Linked DNA regions of Mus musculus: regions 2, 3, 4 and 5 are each linked to region 1. The links are chromatin contacts, called in public Hi-C maps. All regions are on one chromosome and are shown on one strand. The core of a region is the stretch at or near the end of the contact, and the rest is flanking DNA. Distances in the headings are between cores, read along the strand shown. Region 1 overlaps Nrp1 (neuropilin 1). Region 2 has its middle 26 kb from the start of Gm32590. Region 3 has its middle 19 kb from the start of Gm32532. Region 4 has its middle 130 kb from the start of Gm32590. Region 5 has its middle 47 kb from the start of Gm32590.

Region 1 (2,700 bases), core at 43-2,542:
TCAGGGATACATGAGACCTTGCCTCAAAAAAAAAAGGAAGAAAGAAAGAAAGAAAGAAAGAAAGAAAGAAAGAAAGAAAGAAAGAGGGAAAGGGAAAGGAAAGGAAAGAAAAGAAAAGAAAAGAAAAGAAAAGGAAAGAAAAGAAAAAAAAAAGCCTAGCGTTCTCAATTAAAAAGAAACCTATAACATCATGGGAGTCCCTCTACTCTTTCCCTTCCTCCTCTGAACCCCTCCTCCATGGGGGCTGTTGGTTTGATGTTTTCATGTGTCACTGGGTGGTAAGAAGCCTCCTGGCTCACAGGCCTCGATGCCAAGTTTGACTTCTGTTGAGGGCTCTTTCATTCAGGTTTCTCAGTTGCTGAGTTGCTTAAGATTCCTAAGTACATAAACTTTAGGAGGGAAAAAAAATCTCATTTTTGCCAGAACTGCTCTTTAATGAAGTACAGAGCCTTATAATTTGGACTGGGAAGCAGAAATACAAACTGGAAACACTAGGCAATGTCTTTGATTTGCACAGATAGTTTGTTCAGCCTCAGTGTGGCAATAAGTTACCAAGACACATGGGAAAGAGGACGGTAAATAATTTTCATGTTTAAATTAAATGTTTCCATCTTTATGATGTTTTAACTCACAAATTTGGAGAGTATTATACAATGATTTATTGAACAAAAAGAAATGTTTAATCAAACTACCAACTGGGGAGAAGAAAAGAGTGTAAGCTTCCATGTTTGAAGCCTCAAGTAGTCCCTGCATTGCCCTAGAACTATGTCTAGGGGGCTGGGGCTGGGGCTGGGGCTGGGGCTGGGGCTGGGGCTGGGGCTGGGGCTGGGGCTGGGGCTGGGGCTGGGGCTGGGGCTGGGGCTGCTACTAGGTTGGCAAAATGCTTACCTAAAATGCATGAAGTCCTATTTTTAACACTCTAAACTTGGCATACAAGTGTTATCACCTCTGAGGTGGAAGCAGGAGGATCAGAAATTCAAGGTTGCAGAGTGAGTATGAGGCTAGCCTGGGCTACATGAGCCAGCTGCCTCAAAAAACAAAAAAACAAAAAAACCAAACAACAAGAAAGTAAAATAAAGAAAATATATCTAGATTAATTCTGATAGACAGCTTGGTTGGATGCATCATGTTTTCTGGAAATGTCCTTGAATGTCAGTAGAATTTAATTTCAGTAAAGTGAGTACCTGGTTTTGTCTCCTTTCTAGGTAAAGATCTAAAAACACACACAGAGAGTAGGGAGTTTTCTGTACCCTTGATTAAGTCCTGGGATGTGGTTTCAGTAGCCAAGAAAGGAGGAAGTAGAGAAAACATGACTCACTGCCCCAAGCAGTATGGTACTGCCCCATGTTCCAGAGCTCTTAGGCCTGGGGTTTTCTGCCATTGGAGTTGGTGGGGGAGGGGTAAGTTTGTTGTGACAAGCTTTCTAAAGGAACCATTTAACATGTTCTGGCCCCACACTTTTTGTCCTTTTTGAGGGGAGGGGTGTCATGTCATAATTTTTTCTATTGTTTTGCTCCCCAAAGGAATAGGCATTTCATTTCCCCAAGGTTTACCAAATAGACAGCTGTAACACGATGCTGTTTCCCCTTTCCCCTATATTTAATATATAATTAGTATGTAAACGTATACATTCCCTACCTGCTTCTTACAGAAGCAAAGCTCACCAGTAGTAACCGGTAATATCACAAATCAACTTCACCACACAGATATAAAAACTGATATAATTTGGGTGGAAAAAATGTTCACTTGGAGGCCAATTCTGCCTCTTTCAGCTCTGAAGCCCTGCTTTCAGATTCCTACTGTTGGAAAGGGTCTCCTTGTTCTCTGCCTAGTGTAAGGTTATTTTTGAAAAGATAATTTAAATATTAGAAGGTACTAGAAAGTGGGCTAAACCCCAACATCTTTAATAAGAACAGAGCTAATGGAATAATAGCCATCAGGTTTGGGATTTTTATGAAAACGTTTAATTCAACTGCTTCTTTGGAATGTGTAGTTTCGAGATTAAGTTACAGTTCATTCTAGGTGGTTTTTATGCTACTCAGAGAATACAAATGTCATTTCAAGTTAAGGCTTCGCTGTTCATTTTGAAACAATTTACAAGTGTCATACATATCATCATAGAAAATAAAAATTTCTGTAAAAAAAATTTGCACAAAATTTTATGAGGGTACAAAACATGAAGCAATAATATACCAGAAAATGAGACATCTTACTACGGAAAGTCTTATAGATTTCAATAAAGAAAAAATATGTTATTTTACACCTTTAAAAATTACGAAACAATCTAAAACAATATAAACTGAACATTTTGTAACACTGCCTTTACAAATTAATAACTTTATAAACATATAACTTTTAAATATATTTATCAGTGCAAGGTACTTTAAAATTTAAAGTTGCAGTATCATTTTTCCTTGGCTGAGGACACTGGTCAAGTTTGTTGTCTTACAAACAAAGTCTTACTTAATGCTTTCCCCCCAGTATGATTATAACAAGTGAATTGATGCCTCTGGGAATAAAAACATATTCTTTATTTTAGTGATCAATACTTTCCTGGAAAAAAGACATTCTCAATCCCATTAAACCAGGGTGAACAAAAAACATTTGTCCAGGAAGCAGATGTGATCTCTAAGAAACATAACTGAGAGAGACCTACAGCCACACAAGGAAGGGAAAGAACTGGGAGTTCTTATGGACAGC
Region 2 (2,700 bases), core at 17-2,516, 730 kb after region 1:
AACTATTGATGTAGCCAAAGATGAGGTGAACTTCTGGCCTTCCTGCCTCTACCTCCAGACTGTAGGGATTATAAGGGTACCGCACTCAGTTTCTATGGTTCTGAGGATGAAATTTAGGTCTACTCCACATGCTGATCAAACATTCTAAGCTACATCTCCAGCTCAAATCTGCATTTTAGATGTGATTTCTAAAGAGTTCTTAAAATATCAAAAATTAAGTGATATCACCCAAGGACCCACAAGAAGGATGACTTAAAAAACACTCATGCACGTGGTTAGCACTGGGAATTTCCAGCAGATTGGCCCAGGGGAAGAGAGCTGTCAGGCAAAAATGAATGGTTTGGGTGTAAATGTAGAGCACAGATGATGGTGACCACAGCTGCCAGGGCCAACTTCCTTCTGTTCAGTTCCTGGATCCCTTCCTTACTGGCTGTCTGGCCTTGGGCCAGTCAAATTCAACTTCCTGGAGATGGATTCTTCATAATCACTACATTGTAAGGTGAGGGTATCAGTCAGCTGAAGTTTATTGGGATTATTCTGTGAGTCATAGAAGATCTTTAACCTCAGAAACTTAGTTTTCCCCTTAGCTAAAGCACAACTGCTCCTCCTTTTTCTCCTTTTTTTCCTCCTCCTCCTCCTCCTCCTCCTCCTCCTCCTCCTCCTCCTTTCCCTTCTCCTCACCCTTCTTCTTTCTCTTCCTCTTCTTTTACTTGTGTGTGTGTGTGTGGAGGGGTATGCACATGTGAAGTACCATGAGTATGGAGGTCAGGAAGTCAATTTGTGGAAGTCACTTCTCTGCTTCCTCCATGTAAGTCTCAGTGACTCAATTCAGATCATGTTTGTCAGCTTGGTAGGTTTACCCACGCTCATGGCTTCAATATGCTTGCCTCAGGGAGTAGCACTATTTGGAGGTGTGACATTGTTGGAGTACGTCTGTCTCTGTGAGCGTGGGCTTTAAGACCCTCATCCTAGCTGCCTGGAAGTCAGTCTTCCACTAGCAGCCTTTGGATGAAGATGTAAAACTCTCAGCTCTGCCTGTGCCATGCCTGCCTGGATATTGCCATGCTCCTGCCTTGATGATAATGGACTGAACCTCTGAACCTGTAAGCCAGCCCCAATTAAATGCTGTTTTTTATAAGACTTGCCTTGGTCATGGTGTCTATTCACAGCAGTAAAACCCTAAGACACCCGCCTAACTGTCTTGGCTCTTGAGTTTCATTATGACATCATTCTTCTGTTCTCAATGACCCTCTTCCTCTTCCCAACTTTCAACTTCAGCTTCCATGCCTTTGTGTGTGCATGATTCAATAAGTTTAATTGGGGTTGCTTTGTAGTGTGTGTCAAGGTTTACTTATAAGCGCATAGGCAACATATGATGGCTGCATCATTGAAGAAACTGACTCATGGGTTCTTATCAGACCTCACCACACCTCCAATTCTCTGGTCCTTTCTCTCCTTTTCATTTGCATGCACCCTGTCTTATAGCCAAGCTCAACTACATAGAAATGAGGTTGAAGGTGTGCTACATGGAAGTCATGGGGCAAAGCTCACACAACAAAGTGTGGTGGGGATTTTTGTAGTGTGTGAGAGAAATCAAAATGTTGTGAGAAAGGGGAGTGATGAAGGGGAATGGTTCTTGCACAAAAGGTTGAGGAATAATGGAGAGGAACAGTTCTATCAGAGTAAGCTGATGAACTTCCACAGTGCAGCTCAGGCTCCTGGCTCACAAGGGGATTTTAAAGGGGGAAGGTATTAAAGTAATTCTGATGCCTGCTGAGCTTTGGGGCCTCAGAGCTGCCCAGGAAACACCCTAATTAACAGAAGTGTTAAGATTTCCTGTTGGGTGTGGTTAAATCAAACCAATGCATAATAAAAGAAACCCTTGTTTTCTGGGATCATGGCCTTATTCTAAAAGACCTCATCAGTGGATACCGAGAAGCTATCCCAAAGATGAGATCCGCTCTGTTCTTGAATTAAAAATTATGGCCCATGAATTGTAAAGTATAACAATAGCTGCAATAAAATGACTGAGAAACCCAAATTCATCTAATCACGCATCCATCTGGCTCATTCAAGCACACACAGTGCACAAAAGACTATGGTTGCTGCCTGCCTTCCCTCTGCTTTCCCTGAATAGAGTGTCAGGAGATCACCATCAAACCCTGTGATAAACACTCACATTTCCACAAATGTAGATTGTGTTTTAGAGAGATCAGCTTTAAATTAGTTTATTAAAATAGGATAAAACCCAGAAGTCTAAAAGAGCAGCGTTAATATTCTGCTCAAATCATCTCTTGATTTCTGTTTCGAAGGGCACTCACTGTAAGACAGCCTGGTTTTTATTACAGTGAAGAAAGGGACTCCTTCCATTAATCAGACAGAGCCATAAAAACAGGTTTCTCTAAAAGCCGATGCCTGACAAGTCCAAGTGCAAAGTTTGATTTTGTGAGAAGGTAAAGAATCTCTTTAGAAATATTATAATCAATTCTGAAAACTTAATTTTTTTTAAAGCTCCGTGGCATTTTAGCTATTGTGATTTCAATACCAAATGTTCCTCCAAGTGATCTTATTCTGTCTCGTGGAAGAAAATGAACTATTTAGCTCCGTGCTTAATGGCTAACTCCATTCAGTGTATCCATTAGGGCCATCCCCCAGACAGCTCTGATCGATACATCTGGTTATGAACCAGAGGTCCTTGCA
Region 3 (2,700 bases), core at 100-2,599, 800 kb after region 1:
TTGACAGGTGCACCAAGGTGAAGGTGGGAGATTAGAACAGAGCATTATTGCCCATTACTATCTGAATATCACTATTACATATATATATATATATATATATATATATATATATATATATATACATACTCTATATATTACTGACTATTAACATTACTATTCTGAGGGAGTGCATCCTATCTCCAGCCAGCATTTCAAAAGTGGTAAAATAATGCTACATTTCCAGAGGACAAATACTGCTGTGTGGCCATGCTGTAGAAAGTACTGTGTGCATGGGGGGTAGGGTGGGCAGAGGGGGCTTGATGTTAGATGTTTTTGCATAATCCTGCTATGACAGCAGAAGGCACCCCATGGAGGCTAAAGCACAAGTTTATCTGTCTGTCTGAAATGGAAGTTGACACTATGAGAACAAGAGGTTAAATCCTCTACTTTCTACTTTCACTTCAATAATTAACCAAACAATTTTGTCCAAAGAAAACATGCTTGTAAAATATTTTTAAATAGTGATTATTGTTTACATTCATCCTTTCATAAAGTTGCATTGATAGCTTTCGGAGACCTTCACCAGCGTTGATTCTGAAAGAGATCATCACCAGAACTGGGCTTGCAGATATTAGCTGTGGTTTCTTAGGACTGTGTAGTAAGCTTCACAGGTCATAGCCCAGAGCTGAGTAAGGAGGACACCTCTATGTTATTGAAGCCCAGCACCCTGGAAAACAGGGTGAACAGAAAGTGCCACATTTAAGGACAGGATCAATGCCTATTTCCAGGAGTCAGGCTTGGGTGATAACTCAATACTAAGTGCTTGACTGACTTGGAGAATCTGCAATCAGCTGTAAGATGCAATCTGAGCCTTGTTGCTAAGGTCTCAGAGCCAGAAAGAAAGAGAGGGACCACACCCTGTCCATGAAAAGTATGGAAAGCCTATCTTAATAAACTGGGCTAGTTAAGCTTGCTGAGACTTCAGGTCCTGAAGTTCCAAGGAAGCTGGCAATACTTAGATGGACTGTTAGGACACGGAAGGGCACGGAAGTCATGAAAGCCAGGGAGTCTTGATTCTCATTCTAAGTGCCTTTTAAAGTAATGGGGATTTTGGTAGACCACAATTCAATTGCTAAGTAATTGTATTGAATAAAATGTTCAAATGAGATTAATTGGCCCACTTAACAGCCCAAAGACTGCTACATAAAATAAGGTACAATTTTAAAGGAAGGATTAAAAAGAAAATGTGAAATCTGCTCCTCACCTCTCCAATCTGTGGCTTCTGTGGCATCCGTGACGGGACTGATGGTGGACAGTATCCCCACCCAATGGTCATGTTCTTGGTTTCAGGATCCTGAGTCATAACCTCAAGCTGGGCTCCACAAGAAGAGGAACAAACCCTTACATGGGACGTTGAAGAAAGCATGGTATTTGCTGAACAGTAACAGCTACAATAAAAAATCATGGATTTGGATAACATCAGCCATCATCTTGCTATCGATCGGCAAATTCAAGCCTCCCTTGACAGGTATCTAATCTCTGTGATGGATGGAGAGTCCGTATGTCCACATGACTTGGCCGTAGGGTACTCAGACATTTGGTCAATGCTATTCTGGGTATGTCTGTCAGAGATTTCTCTATGAGATTAGCATTTGAATCAGCAGAATGATGGAAAACAGGTTGCCCCTCTGAATGTGAGGGGCCTTGACTAATCCACTGAAGGTCTAACTAGAAAGAAGAACAAAAACCTGACCATGGAGGAATTGCTTTTTTCTACCTGATGGCCTTTAAGCTGGAATTTTGGGCCTTTATTCTTCAGACTCATACTTGAGCCTTGAATTTGGAGCCCTTGATTGACTGCATCTTAAGTCTAACACTATGGGACTTCTTAATGTCCATGGTGCGTGAGTCACTTCATTGTGACCCATGTAATCTTTATTGTCTATCTTATCTACCCATTCATTACCTGTCCACCATCCACCAGTCTACCCATCTGTACATGTAAACATACATGTGTTGTTTCACTTACCTGTGTATTCATCCACTTAGCATTTATTCAGTCACCCACCTATTACCCATCTACCATTTAGGTGTCTCTTTCTTTGCCTCTTTGTCTGTAGGCCTGAACATGGTGGTCACAGTAAAATATTTCCTAATATACAACAACTAAAATTAATCCAAACTCTAATCGGAGGTGTTGCTGCCAGCATTTCCCTAAGCCACGTCAGTACCGTGCAGTTTTGTTTGCAGAACACACAACCTACATCATATTTGTCATGCTACCTTGAAACAGCAGCAAATGCCCCAAAATGAGTCCGATCAGATTTTCAGACTATTATGGGTTATAGATTGCAGCATTTTCAATGTATAAATACAGTTTTCACCTCTTAGAGAAATATAATTGTATAATTATAAAACCAAAAGCTTTTAATATTTTCCTATAATTCCTCAGCAATTAGATACAAAATTAGAGCAACTTTGGTTGATATTAATTAGAATGTTTGGCTTTAGAAATTGTTGTTTAGGGCTAGGAATTGTAGCTAAGTGTGTAAAGCACGGATCTGCCATTCACAAAGCTCTGGGTTCCATTCACAAAGCTCTGGGTTCCATCCCCAGCACTTTGTGAAGCTGAACATAATGGAGCATGCCTGTAGTATCTGCACTCAGGAGGTACAGGCAGAAGAGTCAGTTCAAGATTACCCTTGAATTCACAGTAAGTTG
Region 4 (2,772 bases), core at 110-2,609, 570 kb after region 1:
CAGAAGAAAAGGCCAGGCATGGTAATGTGCTGGAATCCCAGTGCTGAGGAGGTTGGGATGGTAGATTCCTAGAGCTCAGTAGCCAACTAATCTAGCTGAATCAGTATCCCCAGGTTAAGTGAGAGAAGCTGTCTCAAAGAATAAGCAGATGAGTGTTTGAGAAAGACATGATGTTGACCTCTGGCCTCCACATGCATGCACACAGATATACCTACCTATACACACACACACACACACACACACACAGAGAGAGAGAGAGAGAGAGAGAGAGAGAGAGAGAGAGAGAGAGAGAGAGAGAGAGAGAGAGAGAGAAAGTAAAGCAGATAAAATTAGAAGTATTCAAAAGGTCTCAAGAGTTTTGGAAACACTTGGGTCTTCTTTTAGCCTGGATGTTCAATAGCATCCCCTCTTTACTTCCGTGACTCTGGGGATGAGTGACTTTGGATATGTGCTGCTTTCTGAGATCATCTATCTGTTGCCTTCCTATAATATCTGTTAAAAGATGGATTTTTTGTGAAGAACACCTTGGAAGAGATGCTGTTGCACAAGTAGGCTTTCTCTAATGGTCTTATACTGCATGAGCGAGCAGTTGAAGGCACAGAGCCGGCTGTGTGGAGGGCTGCTCCATTGCATAGAAACCCTAGCAACTACAGACTTCCGACGTTGCAGCCCAGATGCCTCAAAAGCCTACATAATGAGCTGCCTCATTCATAGGTGATAGTACACTACCGGGGAAGAATTGACCTGACACTCTGAAACCCCAGACTCCCAGCATCCCTGAGGTCTGATTAGGCAGTTTGTTGTAAGACTCACATCAAACTGTGGAACACAGAAAGATCCCATAAATAGTGCTTGAAATTGATTTTAAGGTCAGAGCAACCTGAACCTCTGACCCTGACTTTTAACCTCCCGAGTCTTAACTTTCCATCTCTGTTGTTGTTGCAATTGCTCACATTCTGAGCAGAAAGGACAGCTCCACCTCCCATGTACCAAGGCACAGAATCCTACAGTGGGACCGTTGCTGGGCAACGGCAGCTAGACCAATTTGTTTGGGGAGAATTTAAGAATGATTAGGCTTGCAGGGTTGGCTTGGGTGGTTCCTTTCTTCCTTTCCTAGGGTACCTATTCCTGGATGTTGTAAATATTCATCTGAGTTTTGCATATATGAGGGGAAACATATTTAAATGAGTTTGGGAGGACAATTTGCTTGGGTACCTCACTACTATCTTTTATGTTTTGCAGACAGCACACTGCAGAAAGAGAAGTAGCGTTTCTGTGCCTGTTATTGACACAGATGATATGCTGGCAGCCAGCTTGCTTCTGTCACTTAGAACAATGGGAACCGAAGGTGCGGGGTAACCAGTGTGGTTAGTAATTGTCAGAAAATGGGGAAGGTCCAAGTGCCAGGCACTGAGTGTTTCCTCATGCGTGTGACTGTAAAGAGTCTCCTGGCCTCCCTGTCTTGTCAGTGTTATCAACACTAAAATACCCACTGGGATAACCCCAGGAGAGCTGCCTATGAAAGGTGAAAGGAAGAAATGCTTTCTTTCAAAAGGAATGTGACTTTTTAAAGGATCTGCAGCTCACTGATGTCAGATGAGTCAAAAAGGGATAGGAACCCCAACCTCTCCTGAAACCATGGGTGTCAACATCGCCTCCTCTCCAGGAATGTCAGTATGTGCACATACTCCCAGGCACATTTATTTCACAATTCCACAGGCAGTAAAGATACTGATGTTTCTCCATAGGAACTTGAGGAGCTGTCTTGAAAACTGACTCTTTTGGTTTTCCCATAAGCCTGCAACATCCGTTGAAGTCAGTTTTTTTCTGTCTGAAGCATTCTCTTTGTCTCCATGACCACCTGACTGCTTCTGAAAGAGAGCTTCCTGGTGCTGCTGTGTCCCGCTTTAGCTACAACTTGGTCAGGAGCCCCTGGCACCATACAGAGGATTAAGTGCCCCCTCTCTGGCCAAGTATACCAGTTGTTTGTAGGGCACTATAAGCTGTGAGTTCCATCTCTTCACCCTCAGGGGGATGTCAATAGACTAAAAATGTGCCTCTGGACCATCTGACAGTATGGGCTCCAAAGCTGTTGGGCTTTTAGACCAAATTGCATTCAAGTACATATCCCATCTACAAGATCCATATCCCCAGTCCCTAATCCTGGGTCCCCAGGCTAATTTTGTAGGCTCTCTTGCATATGAGGCAGCATCTGGCGTAGGATTCAGCTAAACTGTTTCTGGATCCGAGTTTTGCTTGGATGTAAGTTAGCTATGTTGCTTCATTTAAGGGAGACATTTTGGATATAAAATGGAGTACCAACCGCTCAGTTGGTAAAGTGTTTATCTTACAAGCAGGAGAACCTGAATTCAATACCTAGAATCTATGTCAAAATCCAGGAGTGACGGCTTCACTTATAATCTCATCATGGGGAGGTGTGATGGTTTGTATATGCTTGGCCCAGAGAGTGGTATTTTGTGGGCTTTAATACCTTGTCCTAGCTGCCTGGGACTGAGTATTCTGCTAGCAGCCTTCAGATGAAGATGTAGAACTCTCAGCTCCTCCTACATCATGCCTGCTTGGATGCTGCCATGTTCCTACCTTGATGATACTAGACTGAACCTCTGAACCTGTAAGCTAGCCCCAATTAATGTTGTCCTTTATAAGAGTTGCCTTGGTCACAGTGTCTGTTCACAGCAGTAAAACCCTAAGACAAGAGGCAAAAATATCCAGACCCCCTAGGTCTTTCTGGCCAGCCACCCTACCCTAGTT
Region 5 (2,700 bases), core at 115-2,614, 650 kb after region 1:
AGACAGGGATAACATACAGAGGGTCAGGAAATTGAACAGACGTAGCAATGGGGGATGGGGAACTGGGGGTAGCCATTAGAAAGTCTCAGATGCCAGGAAAGCAAGAGGCTCACAGGATCCAATGGGGATGAGATTAGCTGAAATATCCAACAAAGGGGAAAAAAAGAACCTGTAGGGACCATATCCTGAGGTTAGACATGGCCCCGGTTGAGGGGATGGGGTCACCCACCCATCTCCAAAATTTTAACCCAGAATTGCTCCTGTCTAAAGGAAATGCAGGGAAAAAGAGTGGAACAGAGACTGAAGGAAAGGCCATCTAGAGACTGCCCCACCTGTGGATCCATCCCATATGCAGACACCAAACCCAGGCACAATTGCTGATATCAATAAGTGGTTGCTGATACCAAGAAGAGCCTGATATAGCTGTCTCCAGAATGGCTCTGCCGTAACCTTCAGTCTCTGTTCCACTCTTTTTCCCTGCATTTCCTTTAGACAGGAGCAATTCTGGGTTAAAATACAGATGGGGATGCACAAAATCAACCATCAGACTGAGCACGGGAACTCTAGTGGAGAAGTTAGGGAAGGACTGAAGGAGCTGAAGGAGTTTGTAACCCCATAGGAAGAACAACAATATCAACCAACCAGACCCCTGCTCCCAGAGCTCCCAGGGAATGGGAGGGGAGGCCCTTGGTCCTGTGAAGGCTTTATGCCCCAGTGTAAGGGAATGCTAGGGCAATGAGGTGGGAGTGGGGGGGGCACCCTCATAGAAGCAGGGGGAGGAGGGATGGGTTGGGGGTTTGTGAAGGAGAAACAGGGAAAGGGGATAACATTTGAAATGTAAATAAATAAAATAACCAATAAAAAAAAAGAAAGAAAAGAGAGGAAAAGAAAAGAAAAGAAAAGAAAAGAAAAGAAAAGAAAAGAAAAGAAGATGCATTCAAATAGTAAAATATGATCAAAGATGATGTATCTTACATGCAGAAATTCCTGAAGGTTCCATAGAAAAAAAATAGACCAACTAAGTTCAACAAAGCAGTAAGAAATAAAACATTAAAATTGAAAAAAATGCTCAGTTGAAAAACCACTTGCCAAACAAACACAAAGACTAAATGCAATTCCAAAAACTCCTGTGTAAAAGCTGCATTTTGGTGGCACACACACAATTCAATTGCTGAGCAGGTAGAGACAGTCCCAGGTCACTGGGACTCTCAGGCTAGTCAGTCTAACTGAGTCAGAGCATTCCTGTCTCAAGAAGCAAGCTCCTGAAGAATGATACCTAAGTTTGACCTCTGGCCTCCACATAAACACACACAAGATGTTCTGTCCACTTCTCCAAGCCAAGCCTATTCAGTTCCTCAAAAGGCCTGGGCCATCCCATGGTTCCTGTATTGAACCTCTGCTGTACTACTGTAACCAATTTAATGATCACAGAGGCTAAGTAAGTGTTCAACTGTCTCTTTCTCTTCTTGCTGTTACTAAATCCTTCCATATTAATAGTCAATTTCCCAGCAAAAACGTTACAGTACTAGCAGCTTGGGAAGAAGATAAGAGCTTGTAGAGATGGGAGAGCACGGTACTGCCTATGAATCACACCAGCAGGATAACTAGAAGAAAAGCATCAGTCTCAAGGAAACATTAGCTTGGGGAAGTGAAGGGGACCAATGAGAAAATCAGTCGCTGTGCCCTCCTGCATCCATCAGCCCTGCCATATCCCTGCTACCTCACTGTCCTGTGTGCTATGAATGAATCCAAATGAACTGGTATCTCTTGACACTTTTGTTTCTCCATTTTCACTGACACCTCACCCTTAGCACTTGACCCAGAGCCCCAAAAGTTGGGGGATATGGGCAGGGATAGGCCACTTCATACTTTAGTAATGTAAAGATCTTGAAAATATTTATCAAGACATATTCTCTTCTTATGTCCCTTTTGGGGTTCCCCATTCTTCTAAGACAATGGTTCTCAAACTTCTTAATGCTTAATTCGTTCTGTTCCCTGCTCATAAAATTATTTCACTGCCACTTTATAGCTATAATTTTGCTACTGTTATGAATCATAATGTTAATATTTGATATGCAACCCCAAAGGTGTCATGACCCTCAGGTTGAGAACCACTGTTCTAAGGCTTTATCAAAGCAGTGTCTCTTGCCTCTCTGAGTGTGGGTCGCATTACAACCTTCCACCCTGGACACTCAAGACAAGAGTCAGTCCTTTAAGACCCTTGCTAGCCTGGCTTCCCTGGAGTTGCCTTCAATATTGTTTAATTCATCTCTTTAGGAGGATTTCTTTTGAGTTCTTCTGTTTTGGGTCTAACTGATGTAATTTTATCTCAAAAACAATATTAGTGTGAGTAATAGACATCAAAGCATGTGACTTCCTGCTTGCCTTATGTCAGGGACTTTGAGATCAGCATCCAATATTTCACCATTTAGGTGACCAGCTCTGCTGACCCACTCAGCCTTTTTCCTCAGAGCTTCCCTTTCCCAAAAATAATACCCTCTAAATCCAAGCCAGTTGAAAGTACTAGATACACCCAACTGCTTGGAGCCCCAGAGAATGAGGCTAGGATTTCTTCAGCTAAATTACACTGGGCCTCGCTTTTTCCTTCACTCTCGAGACCCCTATCGCCAAATTCTGCTAATCTATTTGCTTACCTAATAACTACAGATCACAAATACTTCCTAAGTACACATGGAGTAC

What was found. A called contact is a pair of places that touch in the nucleus more often than the background predicts.
Region 2: a Hi-C map of bone marrow-derived macrophages shows a contact between it and region 1, with 15 read pairs. The contact joins two enhancer-like sites. A contact is called at or near these places in 1 of 484 Hi-C or Micro-C datasets (bone marrow-derived macrophages), 1 of 115 datasets of contacts at active chromatin or transcription factors (acute myeloid leukemia) and 1 of 9 other capture datasets (embryonic stem cells).
Region 3: a contact with region 1 is called in a Hi-C map of bone marrow-derived macrophages, with 12 read pairs. The contact joins two enhancer-like sites. A contact is called at or near these places in 6 of 484 Hi-C or Micro-C datasets (the HL-1 cell line, bone marrow-derived macrophages, cerebral cortex and 2 more) and 1 of 9 other capture datasets (embryonic stem cells).
Region 4: a Hi-C map of bone marrow-derived macrophages shows a contact between it and region 1, with 14 read pairs. The contact joins two enhancer-like sites. A contact is called at or near these places in 1 of 484 Hi-C or Micro-C datasets (bone marrow-derived macrophages) and 1 of 9 other capture datasets (embryonic stem cells).
Region 5: a contact with region 1 is called in a Hi-C map of bone marrow-derived macrophages, with 15 read pairs. The contact joins two enhancer-like sites. A contact is called at or near these places in 2 of 484 Hi-C or Micro-C datasets (bone marrow-derived macrophages and macrophages), 3 of 115 datasets of contacts at active chromatin or transcription factors (a beta-TC-6 cell line, bone marrow-derived dendritic cells and cardiomyocytes) and 1 of 9 other capture datasets (embryonic stem cells).

What each region holds. Positions count from the first base shown.
Region 1 is chr8:128,504,718-128,507,417 of GRCm38.p6, reverse strand. It overlaps Nrp1 (neuropilin 1), which reads right to left. Exons shown (of 17, transcript NM_008737.2): 17 at 1,942-2,700. Among named protein-coding and RNA genes, the nearest start is that of Gm32643, 13 kb to the right of the region's middle. Within about 2 kb of position 1,292, at least 53 of the 459 cell types and tissues checked have an H3K27ac peak or open chromatin away from gene starts, as enhancers often do. A contact at or near this core is called in bone marrow-derived macrophages, where this site is marked.
Region 2 is chr8:127,778,882-127,781,581 of GRCm38.p6, reverse strand. No RefSeq gene overlaps it. Among named protein-coding and RNA genes, the nearest start is that of Gm32590, 26 kb to the left of the region's middle. Within about 2 kb of position 1,266, at least 9 of the 459 cell types and tissues checked have an H3K27ac peak or open chromatin away from gene starts, as enhancers often do. A contact at or near this core is called in bone marrow-derived macrophages, where this site is marked.
Region 3 is chr8:127,708,265-127,710,964 of GRCm38.p6, reverse strand. No RefSeq gene overlaps it. Among named protein-coding and RNA genes, the nearest start is that of Gm32532, 19 kb to the right of the region's middle. Within about 2 kb of position 1,349, at least 10 of the 459 cell types and tissues checked have an H3K27ac peak or open chromatin away from gene starts, as enhancers often do. A contact at or near this core is called in bone marrow-derived macrophages, where this site is marked.
Region 4 is chr8:127,938,043-127,940,814 of GRCm38.p6, reverse strand. No RefSeq gene overlaps it. Among named protein-coding and RNA genes, the nearest start is that of Gm32590, 130 kb to the right of the region's middle. Within about 2 kb of position 1,359, at least 28 of the 459 cell types and tissues checked have an H3K27ac peak or open chromatin away from gene starts, as enhancers often do. A contact at or near this core is called in bone marrow-derived macrophages, where this site is marked.
Region 5 is chr8:127,851,040-127,853,739 of GRCm38.p6, reverse strand. No RefSeq gene overlaps it. Among named protein-coding and RNA genes, the nearest start is that of Gm32590, 47 kb to the right of the region's middle. Within about 2 kb of position 1,364, at least 3 of the 459 cell types and tissues checked have an H3K27ac peak or open chromatin away from gene starts, as enhancers often do. A contact at or near this core is called in bone marrow-derived macrophages, where this site is marked.